Linked DNA regions of Mus musculus: all the other regions are linked to region 3. The links are chromatin contacts, called in public Hi-C and HiChIP or PLAC-seq maps. All regions are on one chromosome and are shown on one strand. The core of a region is the stretch at or near the end of the contact, and the rest is flanking DNA. Distances in the headings are between cores, read along the strand shown.

The links. HiChIP or PLAC-seq counts read pairs in DNA pulled down with a chosen protein or histone mark. Hi-C and Micro-C count contacts between places; a contact is called where the count stands out from the background.
Region 1: a Hi-C map of bone marrow-derived macrophages shows a contact between it and region 3, with 58 read pairs. The contact joins two enhancer-like sites. A contact is called at or near these places in 1 of 15 datasets of contacts at CTCF or cohesin (CD8 T cells), 4 of 484 Hi-C or Micro-C datasets (CD4 T cells, bone marrow-derived macrophages and nephron progenitors), 9 of 115 datasets of contacts at active chromatin or transcription factors (CD8 T cells, bone marrow-derived dendritic cells, bone marrow-derived macrophages and 2 more) and 2 of 9 other capture datasets (adipose tissue and liver).
Region 2: a CTCF HiChIP or PLAC-seq map of CD8 T cells shows a contact between it and region 3, with 7 read pairs. The contact joins the promoter of Cd86 here to the enhancer-like site in region 3. A contact is called at or near these places in 2 of 39 promoter capture datasets (macrophages and stem cell-derived epiblast-like cells), 1 of 15 datasets of contacts at CTCF or cohesin (CD8 T cells), 5 of 484 Hi-C or Micro-C datasets (CD4 T cells, bone marrow-derived macrophages, myeloid progenitors and 2 more), 5 of 115 datasets of contacts at active chromatin or transcription factors (CD8 T cells, bone marrow-derived macrophages, effector CD8 T cells and 2 more) and 5 of 9 other capture datasets (adipose tissue, bone marrow-derived macrophages, liver and 2 more).
Region 4: a BATF HiChIP or PLAC-seq map of CD8 T cells shows a contact between it and region 3, with 8 read pairs. The contact joins two enhancer-like sites. A contact is called at or near these places in 10 of 484 Hi-C or Micro-C datasets (B cells, CD8 T cells, LSK cells and 5 more), 7 of 115 datasets of contacts at active chromatin or transcription factors (CD8 T cells, Th17 cells, bone marrow-derived dendritic cells and 3 more) and 3 of 9 other capture datasets (embryonic stem cells, liver and pancreatic islet).

Annotation. Positions count from the first base shown.
Region 1 is chr16:36,715,981-36,720,403 of GRCm38.p6, reverse strand. It overlaps Ildr1 (immunoglobulin-like domain containing receptor 1), which reads right to left. Exons shown (of 8, transcript NM_001285788.1): 5 at 4,151-4,297. Among named protein-coding and RNA genes, the nearest start is that of Ildr1, 24 kb to the right of the region's middle. Within about 2 kb of position 2,708, at least 36 of the 459 cell types and tissues checked have an H3K27ac peak or open chromatin away from gene starts, as enhancers often do. A contact at or near this core is called in bone marrow-derived macrophages, where this site is marked.
Region 2 is chr16:36,663,768-36,667,999 of GRCm38.p6, reverse strand. Cd86 (CD86 antigen) reads left to right here and starts at 1,923. Exons shown (of 8, transcript NM_019388.3): 1 at 1,923-2,052. The coding sequence starts at 2,039.
Region 3 is chr16:36,595,786-36,600,038 of GRCm38.p6, reverse strand. It overlaps a transcript of Cd86 not described here. Among named protein-coding and RNA genes, the nearest start is that of Casr, 36 kb to the right of the region's middle. Within about 2 kb of position 1,613, at least 43 of the 459 cell types and tissues checked have an H3K27ac peak or open chromatin away from gene starts, as enhancers often do. A contact at or near this core is called in CD8 T cells, Th1 cells, bone marrow-derived macrophages and 5 more, where this site is marked.
Region 4 is chr16:36,474,103-36,478,428 of GRCm38.p6, reverse strand. No RefSeq gene overlaps it. Among named protein-coding and RNA genes, the nearest start is that of Stfa3, 21 kb to the right of the region's middle. Within about 2 kb of position 1,373, at least 82 of the 459 cell types and tissues checked have an H3K27ac peak or open chromatin away from gene starts, as enhancers often do. A contact at or near this core is called in CD8 T cells, Th1 cells, bone marrow-derived macrophages and 2 more, where this site is marked.

The DNA.
Region 1 (4,423 bases), core at 1,459-3,958, 120 kb before region 3:
GCCAGGAAGAAATCAAATGCACTCAAAGTAGTTCCTAGAGCTGCCACATCTTAATACCAACCCACAGCACTCCAGTCTCAAAGGAGACAGGAGCAGGGGCCTATTAGCCCCTTCTACTGGCCACCATCAGCATAGCACGCTAATCCTTCTCACCCAGCTCTTCTCTGTGTTTTCAAACAGAATCTTACTCCATAGCCTAGGCTGGCATCAAACTTAAGGGTCTTCCTGCATCACCCACTGAGAACTAAGATTACAGGCAGGGGCCACCACGCCTGGCCTTGAGATGTCTTTTAATGTGAGGAATAGAAGAAGCTGAGAGCACAGAAGTTGTATTCCAACTCAACATCCCACAGTGAGTGCAGATGCCTCTTCTGTCAGCTTAGAGCCAGCTGCTTAAAGATTCAAGACAATTCTGAGAAATGAAGCCGCCAAGGTCAGACTTGCTTAAACCAAGGTTTTGAGGACCAGATGGGACTTCAACCATCCAGGCTACTCAAGCTGCGTGACTTGGAGTTTTCAGAGACTCCGGGCTAGACAGATCTTTTGCAGAGTTGCTGCCGTTAAATGAGGCAAACACCATGGAATGCCCAACAGGTGAGTCAGTAGAGACCCTCATTTTTATCATAATAAATTGTTTCTTTCGCCTTAGCTCCAGGAGAAACACAGATGTAGAGTCTTTGTCTCTGAGGGAAAAGACGGAGTATAATGTTTAAGGCTTCTACCAGGGACAGAAATGATAACATTTTATCTGCTTCTGAAACCTATACTTCTTTCCCAGGGTCCCTGGACACTTTCCAACTTCCCTTGCCCATGACTGGTTACCACTCCATACCTCCACCTCTCTGCTGTCACAGAAGCCGGCCTATTCTTTACTCTCCTTTTACCTCATGGCCTCTCTGTCCTTCGCCTCAGCAGCCTTTGGGAATGCCAACCCCCTTTGAACTCTTGCCATTTTAGCTTCAGGAAACCACCAGCAGCGGCAGACATTCTGGCCCTGGCAAAGCAATGGGACTTTAAGGCTGGGCTTTCTCTGGGGGATCACTCCACTGAACGTGCCTTTCCTCTTCCTAGTCTCCCCATTGCTTGGGTCCCCTTGAACTTGTGGTAGATTACTTCTGCTTTGATAAGGACAGGAACCAGCCTGCACAGGAAGCCAGTAGCTATGGTTCTAGATCACCAAGGTCTGTGTAACTGGAAGAATCTCTCCAGTCCTCACTCTCTCCTGCTATACAGAGATTCTCTGGGGGAGGAGTGGCCGGTAACTCAGAGACAAGAGAAATTTCTCTAATTCTTGTAGGAAAAAAAACAAAAAACATAGGCTCAGTTCCAAAAACTTTCATCTTTAAGTCCTAAGAGGGTTGTTTACCAATACTTGGTGGATTATCTGGATCTACTAAAAGCTAGCACCAATTAATTGTTCTCTCTAACCTCCTCTTACAGCTCAGGAAGGTGAGAACTGACTGGGGACATGGGCTGTGGTGTTCAAGATCTGTGACATCCTTCCAAAGGCTTCCTTCTGCATCTAGCATATTATTTGTTTGTTTATGATACTGTGGTTGAGCCCAGGGTTCTCAGGAAAGCCACTGAACTATGTCTCCAGCTCTGTGCTTTGATTTGCAGAAACCATGACAGGCTGTGGGCTCCCTCATACACTGACTGTCCCCTAGATGTAGTGACCTCTCTCTTCAGGTCAGGCTGCCTACATACTCTGGTCTCTTTCCTTTTTAAGGCTAGCTCTTTCTTGGTAGAGAACTAATGCTGCCTCCAAGGGTAAAGACACTCATCTGTGATCACCCAACTTCTTCTTCTTTTTTTTTTTTTTTTTTTTTTTTTTTGGGTTTTCGAGACAGGGTTTCTCTGTATAGCCCTGGCTATCCTGGAACTCACTTTGTAGACCAGGCTGGTCTCGAACTCAGAAATCTGCCTGCTTCTGCCTCCCAAGTGCTGGGATTAAAGGCGTGCACCACCACTGCCCAGCTGATCACCCAACTTCTTAAGTGGAACTTCCAGCTATTCCCTTCTGGTTCTTTGCTTATAAACATTATTGGGGGTATTTTGGCCAAAAACAAAACAAAATAAACAAAACAAAACAAAACACACACACACACAAACAAAACCAACACCAGAATATTTCTCCTATTCAGAGACCTTTGTAACCATTTCCTGAGCAATTCATTTCATTGCAATTCATCTTCTCCCCAAACTTGTCAGGAAAGTTAAAAAGTGAACTTGTCTGATCAGGTCCAAGGATCTTAACTTATGGACAGCTGTCCTTCATTTTCATCAGTTCTATTAAAAGAGCAAACTGCAGCCACCAAAGAGAAACCAAACCTTGGCTTCTCAGCTCACTGACGGAATGCATCTATCATCCATGCTAAGCTTTGCCCCAGCTCTGTCTGCTGGGACTGCCCTGTATTCTAAGGAATCTTCCAGTGAGGATTGCTCTCATCTCACACGGGGTTGCTCTCATGACAGTGGCTTCTCCAGGAAGGCCCCCGAGAGGTAGGAAGATCCTTAGACTCAGGGTGAGTCCTCCGCTATTTCCTCTTCTTCACGGAGTTTATGTAACCTCAGCTAGCCTGCAGAGGCTGTGGCAGCCCCTACTTGGGACACACAGATACAAGTCAAAGGCTTAATACTGTGCAAGTGACAGCTACTACTGAGCTCTGGGACTGCTCTGACCTGGCCCGTGAAGTGGTGATGACATAGGCCTTTGGTGACTGTGGTGAGGAGTCAGTGGGGAAGTAGAGACAAAGGCTACACATAGAACAGACATGCAATGAAAGTTATTTCTCCTTTCCTGTAAACACCAGGCAATCTTTGAGCACAGATCTGAAACCAGATTCAGACCACTGACCTTGACATCATAGATTAAGTTGGGTGTCTATCATCATAAGTAATCGTCATGTTTTCCTTTCAAACTTTCTTCTCCACATGGACCAAGATGGCAAGACTGGTTGTCTCTGGGAACTTGGCTTAGTCTTTTTTTTTTTTTTTAATTTCTCAGATATTCTACCACATGATGTTTTACATCATCAGGAAAAGGAAATATTACTTAAAACCAATACACTAAAAGAAAACTTCCAGTTACACGGTTGATTTGACTCCCATCTCGTTACACAGGAAAGAACTTTGTAGAACACTGCCTCAATTCTTTTGCTTTTATCATCTACTCTGCAGCTTTACATTTTAGGGTATATTATCATCTTGTTATATGTTTATTCTTGTGTATTTTGTGTGTGTGTGTGTGTGTGTGTGTGTGTGTGTGAGAGAGAGAGAGAGAGAGAGAGAGAGAGAGAGAGAGTTTTCTTTTTCTACCATGTGGGTTTTAACAAGTACTTTACCCATTAATCTATTTTGCTGGTCCAAAGTTTCTTTTAAAGGATGAAATTTCAGTTCAAAGAAAGCTCATACTAAGAGCCAAATTGTCTTCTCCATCTCCTTTTCCCTGCCACTAGATTCACAGAACCTGGGAATGTCTAAGAAGCACACATTCTTTGGCCCTACTCCCCAAGACCCACTGGCTGAGAAGCTGGGGAGGGGGCAGTAGTTAATGTTGACCAAGTCCTCCACATGATCCCAGTGTGAGCTTCAGTTTGAGAACTAACGTTTCAATACTTTTCCTATTGCCCTGCTCTTTTCATCCCATCTCTAAGTAGTGTTGTGAAAGTATAACAGAATAAGATACATACTCTGTCTCTGTCCCTGGTTTCTGAAATATAACTCCTAAAATCCTTGGGCCCTCAAGAAAGATGAATATCTTCCATGAACTAATTACATGACTGCTGGCTGGGGTCTCTAGAGAGCTTTGGGATGGAGACACCAAGGCATGGTTAGAGTGCTGGAATTTTCTATTCCACTTCTGACCTGGGAGAGGAAGAGTTGCTCAAATACACGAAAAGAAAATGATCCAACTCCATCTGTTTACTAAAAAAAGAACTCTATAGGTAGAAACCCTGTTATTGGCCACCTTCTTTATGAATATAGAGAGTTCTTGATCATCATTTACAGGTACAGCCCAAGACTTTTGAGCCTGTAAAGGAAGAAGGTATAAAGGAGATCCCAGAAGAGCCAGGAACTAACCTGAGATACTTGGGGTAAAGGGCACATGTACCATCATGACCAACCCACTGCCACTCTGTTCTCTCACCTTCCTCAGGGCAGCAACAGCGGGTAGGACAGCAGGGGCAGCGGATATAGCAGCAGCAATACTGCGGACAACACTGGCACCAGCATACACCAATCAGCAGCAGGAGTAGGAGGGCTCCAAGAATGATGAAAATCACTGTCAGCCAATCTGCCGTAGAGAGAAGCCAAAAGGGGAGGAACTAAATAAATCATCCGAGGGATGTCTCTACTCCAACTCTAGTGGTTTTCCACCTTCCTAAGCCGTGACCCTTTTATACAGTTTCTCATAGTATGC
Region 2 (4,232 bases), core at 674-3,173, 68 kb before region 3:
GGCTCTGGGGCATACACGGGTTTCCCTAGGAAGAGGAAATAGAATAGATGTTGCTGGTGGACTGGCTGTAGGTAGGCATGGGAACAGGAGGGATTGGGTGGAGGAGGGAGAGTACAGTGAGAGATGACATGGGAACAGAGGGGCATTTAGGTGGCCATATGGAAACCTAGTGCAGCGAAGAATTCCCAGAACTTATGAGGGTGACCTGAGCAAGGATTCTCAGGAATGGAGGATACGGAACCTGAACCAGCCATCTTCTGTAACCAGGCAAAATTTCCAATGGTGAGACTGGGACACCAACAGAGTCACAGAGCTGTCTATAAACAAACTGCCCTGCCTGCAAGATGTGCTGGGGGCAGGGGGGGGGGCAGTGAAGGCTCAGAGCCTGTGAAAGTGGCCAACCAATGACTGGTCTAACTTGAGGCCCAAGCTAGGAGAGGGATCCCATGCCTGGATGGCTGGAAGCTGGAAGCTGGAAGCCGGAAGCTAGATAGCGGCAGAGCCCTAGGATAGAGCCAAACATGACTGACAACAACAAAACAAGTCAACGAAATGATTCCTAATGATTATCGGCTATACTCATAGATTGGTGCCAAGTCCAATCACTGTGAGACATTTCCTCCAGCAGCTGATGGGAGTAGATGCAGAGGCCCACCCCCAAACGTTAGGCAAGAGCTTGGGGAACCCCTTAGAAGAGGGCGATTTTAGAAGCTAGAGGAGTCAAGGATACCAGGAGGACATAGCCCACAGCATCTACTAAACAGGGCTCATGGGGGCTCACAGAGACGTGAAGCAGCAATTCTGGAGCCTGTCTGGGTCTGTGCTAGGTGCTCTACATAAATGCTGTGCTTGTTTAGCTGGGGGTTTTTGTGGGACTCCATAGAGTGGAAGTGCACTTGTCTCTGACTCTTGTCTACTCACGGTACTTTTCCCCTTCTACTGGGTTGTCTTGTCTAGCCTCGAGATGAGGATTTGTGCCTGGTCTTATTGTGTTTTGGTATGCTATGTTCGGTTTAAATCTTGAGATTAAAAAAAACCAAAAAACAAGAAACCAATGCAGTGCCTTGAGTTCGGGCAGGATGTTCAAAAGAAACTAAGACGCCCAAGACAAGCAATGTTGTGAAATCAATAGGTGTACAGGAAAAGGGGGGAAAAAGGCAGAAACCACATATGATGGTTTCCTCGTCTGAATGAAAAGAGATGGCGTTTCGATACTGCCGGTGTTCTGGTGTTCTCCCTTATGTCTGCTGGAGGACACTGCAGGGATGTTATAGACTTCTCCTCAGCAGGGTGGAGCAGCTCTGATGGAGGGGCTCCAGCACTGCCTTGTAGAAGCCTCTTTATTGCTGTACGAGTCACTTTTAGCAAGTCAATTTCCGCATACCTAAACCCCTTATCTGATATAGTTGTCTGAAGGCAACAGTCACCTAAGCACTTCTCAGCCCTATAAGGCTTCCCATTTCGCCAGGTTATGTCTAAGGACTATGGTAGCTCTATCAAGTGGACAAAGTTGGTCAGTTGATTTCACAACATTGCTTGTCTTGGGCTTCTTGGTTTCTTTTGAACATCTTGTTGGAACTCAAGGCACTGAATGTTTTGATTTGTTTTGTTTTTACAGTTGAATTTTTAAAAATTGGTTATTTTCTTTATTTACATTTCAAATGTTATCCCCTGTCCCACCCCCCCTCCCCAAAGAAACTCCCTATCCCATCCCCCTCCCCCTGCTTCTATGCGGGTGTTCCTCCACCTACCCACCCACTCCTGCCTGCCCCCTGAATTGTTTAAAAAACAAACAAAACCCTCAAGACTGAAACCGAACTCGAATAATCTACAAAGCAAAGAAAGGGTTAAAGATATCTTCCTCAAGTCTAAGAAAAGAGGAACAACCCTTAAGAAAAAGTCAACCACCAGGGTACACAGTCATTGCTGAGGAAGAAAGAGGAGCAAGCAGACGCGTAAGAGTGGCTCCTGTAGGCAGCACGGACTTGAACAACCAGACTCCTGTAGACGTGTTCCAGAACTTACGGAAGCACCCACGATGGACCCCAGATGGTAAGTGGTCGCTTCTACTATTTGCAGTATGACTTGTGAATTATGACCTCAGCGGGAGGCTGAGACTGGAGACCACACTCTCATTTCTGTCCTTCGAGCCAGCCGCCCTAGACAGCTCTCGTGTGCAATGTGTCTATTTAATGACCCAAAGTGAGAGCGCAGAAGGGAAGGTGCTATTTATGTGAAAATGGTAACTGGCTCCCACATCAGGAAGCTCTCTCTCTCTCTCTCTCTCTCTCTCTCTCCCTCTCTCCCTCTCTCCCTCTCTCCCTCTCTCCCTCTCTCCCTCTCTCCCTCCCTCCCTTCCTTTCTTCCTTTCCCTTTTTTTTCCTACAATGACTTTTTTTTTCCTTCATGGGGGTAAGACTTATCTGAGGTACCAAAAGAAAGCAGCTGATAGTTTCCCCCCCCAAAGGTGATTGATTTGTGTTTCAGATATTAAATATCTACAGTCGTTGATTTTTAAGTCTGGATTGGGTTTTTAAATATCTGTATAAGTATGAGAAAAGAGAGGTGGCACTTTTTTTTTAAAGTTTGATATAAAAGTGAAGAAGTCAAATAGAGAAGGCAAAAGAAGAAAGGTCAAAGAAAATGCAGAGAAAAGGCACAGACAGCTCTTTCAATGCACAAGTTCCACATCCATGGACTCAGCGGGCCACCTGTGAGCAACTTCCCATTTAAGATAGAAATGCAGCTCGCCTATAGCTGTGCCTATACTGAACAGGCACAGGGCTCTTGTTGTTATTCATTTACATTGTATATGTAATTATGTATGCATTGTATGTAATCTAGGGATAATTTAAAGTACATGCAAATTATGACCTCACTTTATACTGGGAACGTGAGTACCCAAGATTTTGGAATTTGTTCAGATTCTGAGGGGTGACTGTATTCAAGAAAACAACAGCAACAATAACAACAAACTAAGACACAAATAGGCAATGGGAGTAACTCAGTTACCCAGTGTCTGTGGGATGCCTGGCATGTTGTGCACTTCGCTAATATTATTTCATTAATGTCACACTTCACAGTGGTATCCGGACAGGCAGTATCATTGTATTAATTAATAGCTGAGCAAGGCTCCCAGGCTCCTGAGGATGGAAGTGAAATCCTTTTTGTCCTCTTTGCTGTGGCAGGTTCTCAGGGCACAGGATTCCTAGAAGCAGCTATGCCTGCCCTTCTTTTGCTTGGGCGGCTGGAGGCATGGTCGGTTCGAGGCACAGTTGTTTTTCTGCCCTTTGTTATTTATTCCTGCACTTTGGGATTCTCTCTTCTACCCAGTGCCAACTGGTTTCAGAAGCCCCTTTGTTGCTTTTATTTCAAAAGTTTACAGATTAATTTCCAAGTTAAAACAATTTCTTTCCTCTCGAGCATAATTTTAAATTTTCATATAAATAAATGTATATGAAAAAGTGTCATACCTTAGAGTTTCCACGGAGCTGTAGAAGCCATAGTGCTGAATTGTGCTGGCGCTGCTTTGGGTCACAGGCCGCTGTCTAGATGGTGCTTGTTTAAGATATTCTTTGTTTTGATGCCCCAAGCCAGTAACAAGCAATAAATAGCAACAAACAATGTTGAATCTTAGAGATAAAAGTGATGCAAATCATAACAGTAAATTATCATTTTTTAAAAAATGAAAATGTTAATAAATGTTCTTGTTTCAAAAGCAAGCAAGTAGCCGGGCGTGGTGGTGTATGCCTTTAATCCTAACACTTGGGAGGCAGAGGCAGGTGGATTTCTGAGTTCGAGGCCAGCCTGATTTACAAAGTGAGTTCCAAGACAGCCGGGCCTATACAGAGAAACCCTGTCTCGGAAAAAAACAAAAAGACAACAAAAACAAACAAACAAACAAACAAAAAAACCCAACCAACCAACCAAACAAACAAACAAAAGCAAACAAGAATTTCCGATGCTACTAAGGAGAGGGGAATATACGCCTATATTGTCCCTTGATGGTTATGCACCCCTTCTGATCAAAAAAATCTGCTGAAATACATAGCTTTCCTCAAGGATATATGCTGTCTAACAAGACCGGTTTATCTTTTACTACACAATGATAGATGTTAGTAAAGGTTTAATGACATGGATATTTTTCTTGCTATTTTTTTTAATAATGTGGGAAATCTTAGAAACACTTGTTTAAAAATAGATGACTGGTTATCTATGAAACACCCGTAATG
Region 3 (4,253 bases), core at 364-2,863:
AGGAGGAAAATCTGTACCGTCTATCTAGCACTCCATTTTGGTAAAATATTAAGTAAAGAAAAAAAGACTTCCGTATCATGGTATCATATATTTTTAGGAATCGAAAGGGGGGAGTCCCAGTTGTGCTTTATCTTCTCAGAAGATGCAGGTGAGGCACTACAGGTATTGAGAAGCAGGGTCTAAAGAGGAAAGACATAAAAAACAAATATCCAGAGGCAGGGATGCAGGAGGATCTGTGTGGTTTGTCAAGGGTGAAACAGAAAAGAAAAACCACCCATTTACAGCAAGATTTCTGGGACTGACTGGACTGTTTTGCAGCTTCTTGTAAAGACAGTCATTTCTGAATGTTCCCTGTGAATTTTTAAGAAGGTATTTTCTTGTGACCAGCACATTAAAGATAAAAGGTGTGAATGATGAAGAAGACAGCAAAGAGAGCCAAATCAGTAGGTTTTGCATATTACGAATCAGCACTTAAGAGTCCCCACTTTTCAAAGTGTTTCCTATTTATCCACAATTTCAATTACAGTAATTGATTAAACTCTTACTAGCATCCGTGAGAACTCACACCTGACATACCTTCTAGTATTCTTAAGTACACTCTATACATGAAGTGTCTAATTCAGAATGGTAAGGTTGAGGCAACCATAGACACTGTGTCTACTAATGATGTTTCCAGGACAAACAAAATGCCCCCAAATTCCTCATTCTAGAACCACCCCCCCATCTCCCCTATTTATATATACACAGACACAATGGAGTATTTTTTATAAACAAGTGTGACATGATAAAATTATTATGTTAGTATTTTGAAAACATTCCTTTGAAAAATAGACATGATCCTGGCTTAGAACATGGCCCTCTACCCTAGCCATGCTGATGGCTTGAATGTGGCTGTGATTTCTCTTCTTATGATTTGATTGTATATATACCATCGATCCCATAATTACACACTGTGAATTCATGAGGTTCCTAACTGCCAGAATTGAGAGCATAAAAAAGCATTAAGTTGTTCCTACAGTCTATTGCAAATGGAAGAAATGTGCAGAGCATCCGGAAAGCCATCCTATTTTAAGAAACAGCCACCCTGTTTAAGAAACAAAGACTACAAAGTAATCACCAGATAGCAGAGAACGACAGGAGCAGAACTCCATTTTTATCTTTGTAGGGCACTTTACACCCTACTATGTCTGACCTTCCATGATTCTATTATCTAGGAGAGCTAGAAAGGGAATATTGACATGGATACATCTAATCTAGCAAGGGCATGGCCTTTCAGCCACATATGACAGTGTCGTGTGACCTGACTGTGAACTTCATCTCTCTGACTCTGGTTCCTCGTTTGTAAAACAGAGTCAATAACGCCTGCTTACATCATGAGATCAAAGTTAATCCTAAAGATGTAATGGTCCAGTCACTAAGTAGCAGAATGGTTTCCTAGCATGTGCAAGGCCCTGGGTTCCATCTCCAGGACTGCTAGGGAACAACAACAACAACAAAAAAGGTGATGACTATAGTTCAAATACGGAGAAAAGAAAGTAAGAGGAGGGGAGAGAAAGTGAAACAGAAAGAGCCTTATCCAAGGAGCAGTTAGATCATTTGTTTCGGCAGGGTGGGGCTGGGGGTGGCGCATGAGAATTAGTGCCATAAAAGGAGAAGAGCCCAGCCCACACTGCAGATTCATTCATGTTACTCGAAACCCAGAAGGTCTGAACATCCTTTTGAAAGCCAGAAGTATTCCCACAATCCCTCCTACACCAGTGTCAAGGTAGGTCTGTCTCTTAGCCCCTCAACCAGACATGACTCATGAGCTCACTGAGGACTCCAGGCTTCCCTACCCCTTCCACTGAGGCCACCTTTCCAGAATCTCTCTATCTTCCTTTTGTCATTTCCTCCCTGACCTCCAAGACTTCTCTGTTAAAGTGACAAGAGGCTCTGTCCTTACTGAATATAGCACACATTTATATTTAGTAATTAAGTGGTTAGGCTGAAGAAAAAGGAGAAGGGTCCAAAGCTCAGAGGCTATCAGGCAAGATTATAGAAGACCATTGTCTAGAGCAGTGGTTCTCAACCTTCCTAATGCTAGAACAACCCTTTAACACAGTTCTTCTTGTTGTGGTGACCTGCTCCCCCATCATAAAATTACTTCTGTTGCTACTTCATCTGTAACTGTTCTACTGTAGTAGGGAATTTAAATGTAGATATGTGTGCTTTCCTATGGTCTTAGGTGCCCCTGTGAAAGGGTCAACCCACAGACTGAGAACCACTGGCCTGTGGGGAAGCCATGTCTCGGGGCAGGGAAATCAGCAAGGAAGCTGGCCCGACTAGGCTAACAAGATCCGAATCCCTGCTAATGAGGTAGGACAAGCCACCCGACCCTTACACGTGGATCTGGGTGCCTAAGTATGCCCGGCCAGATAAAGGACAGGATGGACTTCAAAACAGATGTGAACAGAGGGCAGTGGAAACTGGGGGCCACAAAGCGTTCTGTACGAAATCAGAGCAAGAAGGATGAAATCCTCAAACCTGACATTGGAAAGTCTGGGTAATCCTGATGGAGTTGGCAGACTGGAGAAAGAGTTAGAAACCATACTCTTCAGTTTAGTCAAAAGGTGAAAGGATCTTTTGTCATTCACAGATCCAGCCCAGGACCAGGGCAGGGGTTAACATCAGGTACGAACCATTGGACACCAAGAGCAGAGCAGGGTATAGCGCCTGACTTCTTCAGATCATTGCCAACCACGCATACAGCTGAGGCTTATTATTAGACCATGTCAGGCTATGCCCCTGTGTTGACTGTTACACAAACTAGTTCCATGCTGTTTCCACCAGTCCACCTGCCCCCTTTTAACCACACACTTCAAATATTTGCCCCCGGGCTTCAGACCTTCCAACCTCATCAAGAATAGTCAAGCTGTGTCCATTTAGTGGGAAGACAACAAGTCTGTCCTACTGTGAGAAAAGTGGGTAGGAGGACCCAAACAAATGAGTTCACATACTTCATAGTGATCTACTCGGGTTTTTTTCTCCGGTCTTCAATGTAGTTGTTGGCCTCCAAGACTCTTAGTGTAAGGGTTATATTTAAGACTCCTGCTAGGTAATTACAGAGAAAAGAAGGAAAAGGAATGCCACCTTTAATGTTAAAATAATCCCCGTCCAGCCTGGCCATGCATATTAACAGGCACGAATGTCCTCGGGGCTTAAAGAGTTCTGGTTAGCAAGAGTCACAGGGAAGGGGGTTTTGTAAGAATTATTAAACAGAGGGCAGATCTGTGCATCTTGAGAATTCTCATTCTCTCCAAGGAAGCACCTATAATTTTGCTCTTTGGGAGGAAGCATTGGAAACGGTTGTCATGTCTTTCCAAGTCTGGGTCAAGAGACAGCAGAGGGCCATTGTCTCTATCACCATCAGTGCCAGCAGCAGCACTGAGCACAGAGCTGGGCACCATGTGTGATAACAGCTGTATTGGAAGCTAGAGAAATGGTACAGCACTTGCAGAGGACCTGGGCTTGTTTCTAGTACTCACAATAGCAGCTCATAACCACCTATAACTACAATCCTGGGGATCCGATGCCCTCTTCTGACCCCTATGGGCTCCTGCCTTCATGTGGTGCTCACATACACACATACAAATGAAAGTACATAAATCTTAAACAAATCTATAAGCATCATCTTGGTGAAAAAAGAAGAAAGCCTGGCCTGGTCTTTAGAATCTTTTAAAGTCATTTAAGAAGAGTAGGTAACTTAACTAGGGTTCTGTTGCTGTGACCAAAAGCAATGGGGTGAAAAGGGTTTCTTCACTTTGCAGCTCTCAGGTTACACTCCATCACTGAAGGAAGTCAGGGCAGGAACTGATGCAGAGGCCACAGAAGAGTGCTGCTTATTGGCTAGCCCCTCCTAGCTTTCTAAGCCTGTTTTGTTTTGTTTTTATAGCATCCAGGACCACAGTGGGCTACTAGATCCTTGATCACCAATCAAAAAAATGTACCCCAGACTTGCCTACAGCCTAATCCAAAGGGTGTGGGCATTTTCCCAATTGAGATTTCATCTTCTCAAATGTGTAAAGTTGACATAAAGCTAGCCAGCACAAGCCAGGAAAGGGAAGAGAAATAAGGGGCATCAGATAGGAGGAAACATAAGGAGGGCTGGGTGTGGCTCAATGATACCTCATTTGCCTGACTTATACCAACTCCTGAATCTGACGCTACCCTGAAAGGGCTTTTATTTTATCTTCACTAAGAACAGAAGGGAACTT
Region 4 (4,326 bases), core at 124-2,623, 120 kb after region 3:
TTCAGTTAGAGGTGTGCCTTCCCTGGAGGTGTGAGTCCAGTGGGAAACATGCCCTCTTACCTTGTGCAAGAGCTCAGGTTGAACTCTGGGACAGCAAAAGAGGAAGGAAAAACAAAAGCTCTATCATGAACCTTTGAAACAAGAAGACATGAGGTGTTTACATCGAACCTACATTGCAAACAGGATATGTCACAGGGGAAGCTTTGGGATAAATGGCAGCCCAGAGGACAATAATCCCCGCACTAAGAGGGCTGAAAGGGGATGATGTAAGTTCGAGACCAGTAGGGGCTACAGGGTAAAGCCCTGTCTCAAAAAAATGGACTGGAAAGATAGCTGCTCTTCCCGAAGACCCTCGTTCAGTTCCCAGCATTCACACGGTGGCTCAAAACCATCTGTAACTCCACTTCCAGAGGACCTGACTGCCTCTTCCAGCCTCTATGCCCCCCCCCCCCACATGATTCACAGGCATACATGCAGGCAAATACTCACACACATGAAATAAACATAAATATATTTTAAAATCCACTGTCTTTAGGTGAACAGATTACTGCTGTCCTTCAGATGTCTCCCCCTGGATGTCCAAATTTAAAGTTACCATATGATCCTTGCAATGCCTCTTTCACTAAGCCTTGGATAGAGCTCAGCTCTTCCCACCCTTTGCTGAATTCCAGTATAAAACAAGCACCTGAGAGTACCGTGTGCTAAAGAATCTCACCCTTCCTAACGCTGTGACCCTTTGATACAGTCTGTCATGCTGTGCTGACTCCCAATCACAACATTATTTTCATTGCTACGTCATAACTGCAGTTTTGCCCCTGTTGTAAATTGTAATGTAACTAAATTCCTGTGTTTTCTGATGAGCTGAGGCGACAGGTCAGTGGACCCCCAAAGGTTGAGAGAACCGCCGTGTTAAAGTCCTAGTAAGGAGCTCCTAATTACTGAGTGGCCTGCAAAATGGCTCCCAATAGTGTCCATGTCCTGGCCCGCAAAGCCTGTTATGTTAATGGCCAGTAATGAGGTTGCATGTGGAATTTAGGTTGTTAATCAGACAACCCTGAGATCAGAAGTGTGTCCTAGGTTCTTTGGGTGGGCCCAATGTTATCTCCAGAGTCCTTTCACGTAAAAGAGGGAGGCAGGGAAGCCAAAGCCAGAATTAGAGAGACTTTGAAGGTGAAAGTGGCCATAGAGCAAGGAAAGCGGAAGCCAGGAACGAGGCTGGTTTGCCGGCCTCCAGTCTGCCGGCACTATGATGTAATCAAGCAGATCTCCAGATACGTGAAATGATGCTTCCGGGTCATGTGAGGTCTGGGTCTCAGGGTCTGTGGTAACACACTACAGCAACAACAGGAAACCATGACACTTACCCTTTCAGGGTCTTGGCTTCCTACTGTGTGGGAGGAGGTTCCCCGATCTGACAGTGTATGGTCACAAGTCTTCCTGAGCCATGAAAGATTTGTTCAAACCAAAAGACTGTGGGTTCAAACCACGGCCACTTCTGAAAAACCTCACATGCTGCTGGGAACTGGCAGTCACGAAACTAAACACTGCAAAGGTAAATCAGATAAATCCAAGATGCCAACACAGTTTAAAGGGCCACTGGCAGGCCTCCTTTAGAAGAGATACACACCTACAGAGACATACAATCACCTACCCTCTGAGTGCCAGAGTTAGAGGAATGGACCACATGCTCGTGTGTGTGTGTGTGTGTGTGTGTGTGTGTGTGTGTGTGTGTGTGTGTGTGTGTGTTTAATTCCTAGTCCCCACATCTACATCTTTAAGTGCAGGGAATTTGATGCCCTTTTCTGACCTCCTCAGGCCACCACACATATGCGGTACGCATCATGCACTCAGGTGCACACACACACACACACACACACACACACATTAAATATTTTTTAAAGATTACATATTAAGGCTATGACTATTTTAGAGTGGTAGCACACTTGACTATCAAGTGTTATGCCTTGGCTTAATCTCCAGCATTGTCAATTTTCTTTTTTAAAAATAAATAAAATAAAAGGTATTTCTAGGTGACATGAATCTAAAGGGACTCAGTGTCACCAAATGTGGCTTGTTGTACTAGAAATGCAAATGCAGTCTTAAAAGGGTTTTTTTTTTGAGATTTTATATATTTTATTTTAATTTATGTATAGGGTTTTTTGCCTGTATGTGTGTCTGTGCACTGTGTGTGTATATAGTGCCCTCAGAGACTATAAGAAGGTTATAGATAGCATGTTAGAGAATTAGAGAGTTGTGAGCCGCTATGAGGGTGCTGGGAATTGAACCTGTGTCCTCTGAAAGAGCAGCCAGTGCGCTTAATGGCTGAGCCAACACTCCAGCCCATAAACAGAGTTTTATAAGAAGTTTAGGAAGTGTCGTGAATTCTCTCATGGTTTCAGAAAACTGATTGTGTGGAAGAATGGCTTTGTCCTTAAGAAATGCATGATGAACAGTTTCAGAAAGAGCTGAATAAATACTAAAATATATATCACAGAAATTAATAATTGTTTGATCTACACGGTGGTTCAGTGGTCTTTGTTGCATAGTCTGCCTGGGTGTTTGGAAATTCTACAATAAAAACTAGAGAGAAGGGAATGGAGGAGTGGCTCAGAGGTTAGGAGGTCAGAGGTTAGGAGGTCAGAGGTTAGGAGGTCAGAGGTTAGGAGGTCAGAGGTTAGGAGGTCTATGACTCTTACAGAGGACCAGGGTTTAGTTCCCATCACAAGTGTCTGGCAGGTTACAATCACCGTAACTCAAGCTCCAGGGCAGCTGACACCCTCTTCTGGCCTTCTCAGACACCCATGTGCACACACGCACACAAATGAAAATAAAATAAATCTTAAGAAAAAAAAACTGTGGAATATGAAACATATAAAATAGACTTATATGAAAACTTAAAAAGTTAAATTTTTAAAAAGCTAAGGGAATTTGTTTCTAAAACTATTCATAGGTACTTATTAAACTCTTATTCCAAATTTTACATTTTAGTTTTAAATTCCTTCTACAGAGTTTTCTTTCTAAAATTAATTGCATCCCCAACAGAGTAAAAAATTAGTAAATAAAATTAATAGTATTGTTGGTGACATAGTTCAGTGGTAGAGAGCCTGCCTAGTACATCTAAGTTCTAACACCAGTCCTTCCCCCACCAGAAGAAGAAGAAGAAGAAGAAGAAGAAGAAGAAGAAGAAGAAGAAGAAGAAGAAGAAGAAGAAGAAGAAGAAGAGGAGGAGGAGGAAGAAGAGGAAGAATAAGAAGAACAAGAGAGAAAGAGAGAAAGAAAAAAATTAATTGCAGTAGTTCAGATTTTGGCAAATGTAAACTAGCTTTAGTGCATTTCCAGTTAGAAAACTCACAGCATAGGATGACGTCACTCTCTGAACCAAGGGAAACGGTTTCCCTCTAGATGAAGCCCAGTTTGGTAGAGGGGGGATTTTTGCTCTCAGCAACCCATAGATTTCATTTCTTGATTTTGCCAACAAAACAGATAGAAATGAAACTCTAAAAATAAAAAATGGAAACTTATGGACAAGTGATAAAGGCAATCAGGACCACTATTACCTATATGTCAACATCCCATACACCACAGGAGACAGACAGCACAAGAAGTTAGTCATCAACTCTAAAGGCCCAGAGCTAAGCCACCTCCTTCTTACTAACATATCTATAAGAAGCTATAACAGGGAATAAAGGATAAACATTCTAATTAGTCTAAGATTAAGAATTGGTTAAAAAATATAAGACACATAGACACAAGTTTCTTTCTAAGCTTTTTAAAATATCTGATTTCTATTTGTATTAAAACAACAGCCAGATGTGGTGGCACACTGGGCTGGAGAGTTGGCTCAGCTTTTAAGGACGTGCAAACACCCCAGTGCAAACACCTCATCTGGAACTCCAGTTCCAGGAACTCCGACACCCTCCTCCCATCTCTGCAGAGCTGAGTGCATATGTAGCGTGCATATATATATATGCACGTATAGGCAAAACACATATACACATAAGATAATAAAGTAAATATATCTAAAAAAAAAGTTTGAGTTTCTGTGCCTGGGTTCAAATAATAATTAATAGTTTAATGTTTAAAATGTTCAATCAGTGTTTTAAGTTAAAATACAGTTAAAATCTGCACTGTCACCCCCTGGCGATGGGCAAAAAGACACCTTTGGTTATGTTCTTCTATCAGTCAGGGGCAGAGCTGATGGCAGTCCTTTGTTCATCCTAGCTTGATGCCCGGTTTGGTGGGCAAAGCTGTCTTATGCCTAGGACTCATAAAATCCAATCTAATCCAATCCAACCCAGGCAGCCCAGCGTAGGAGGAGAAAGACAG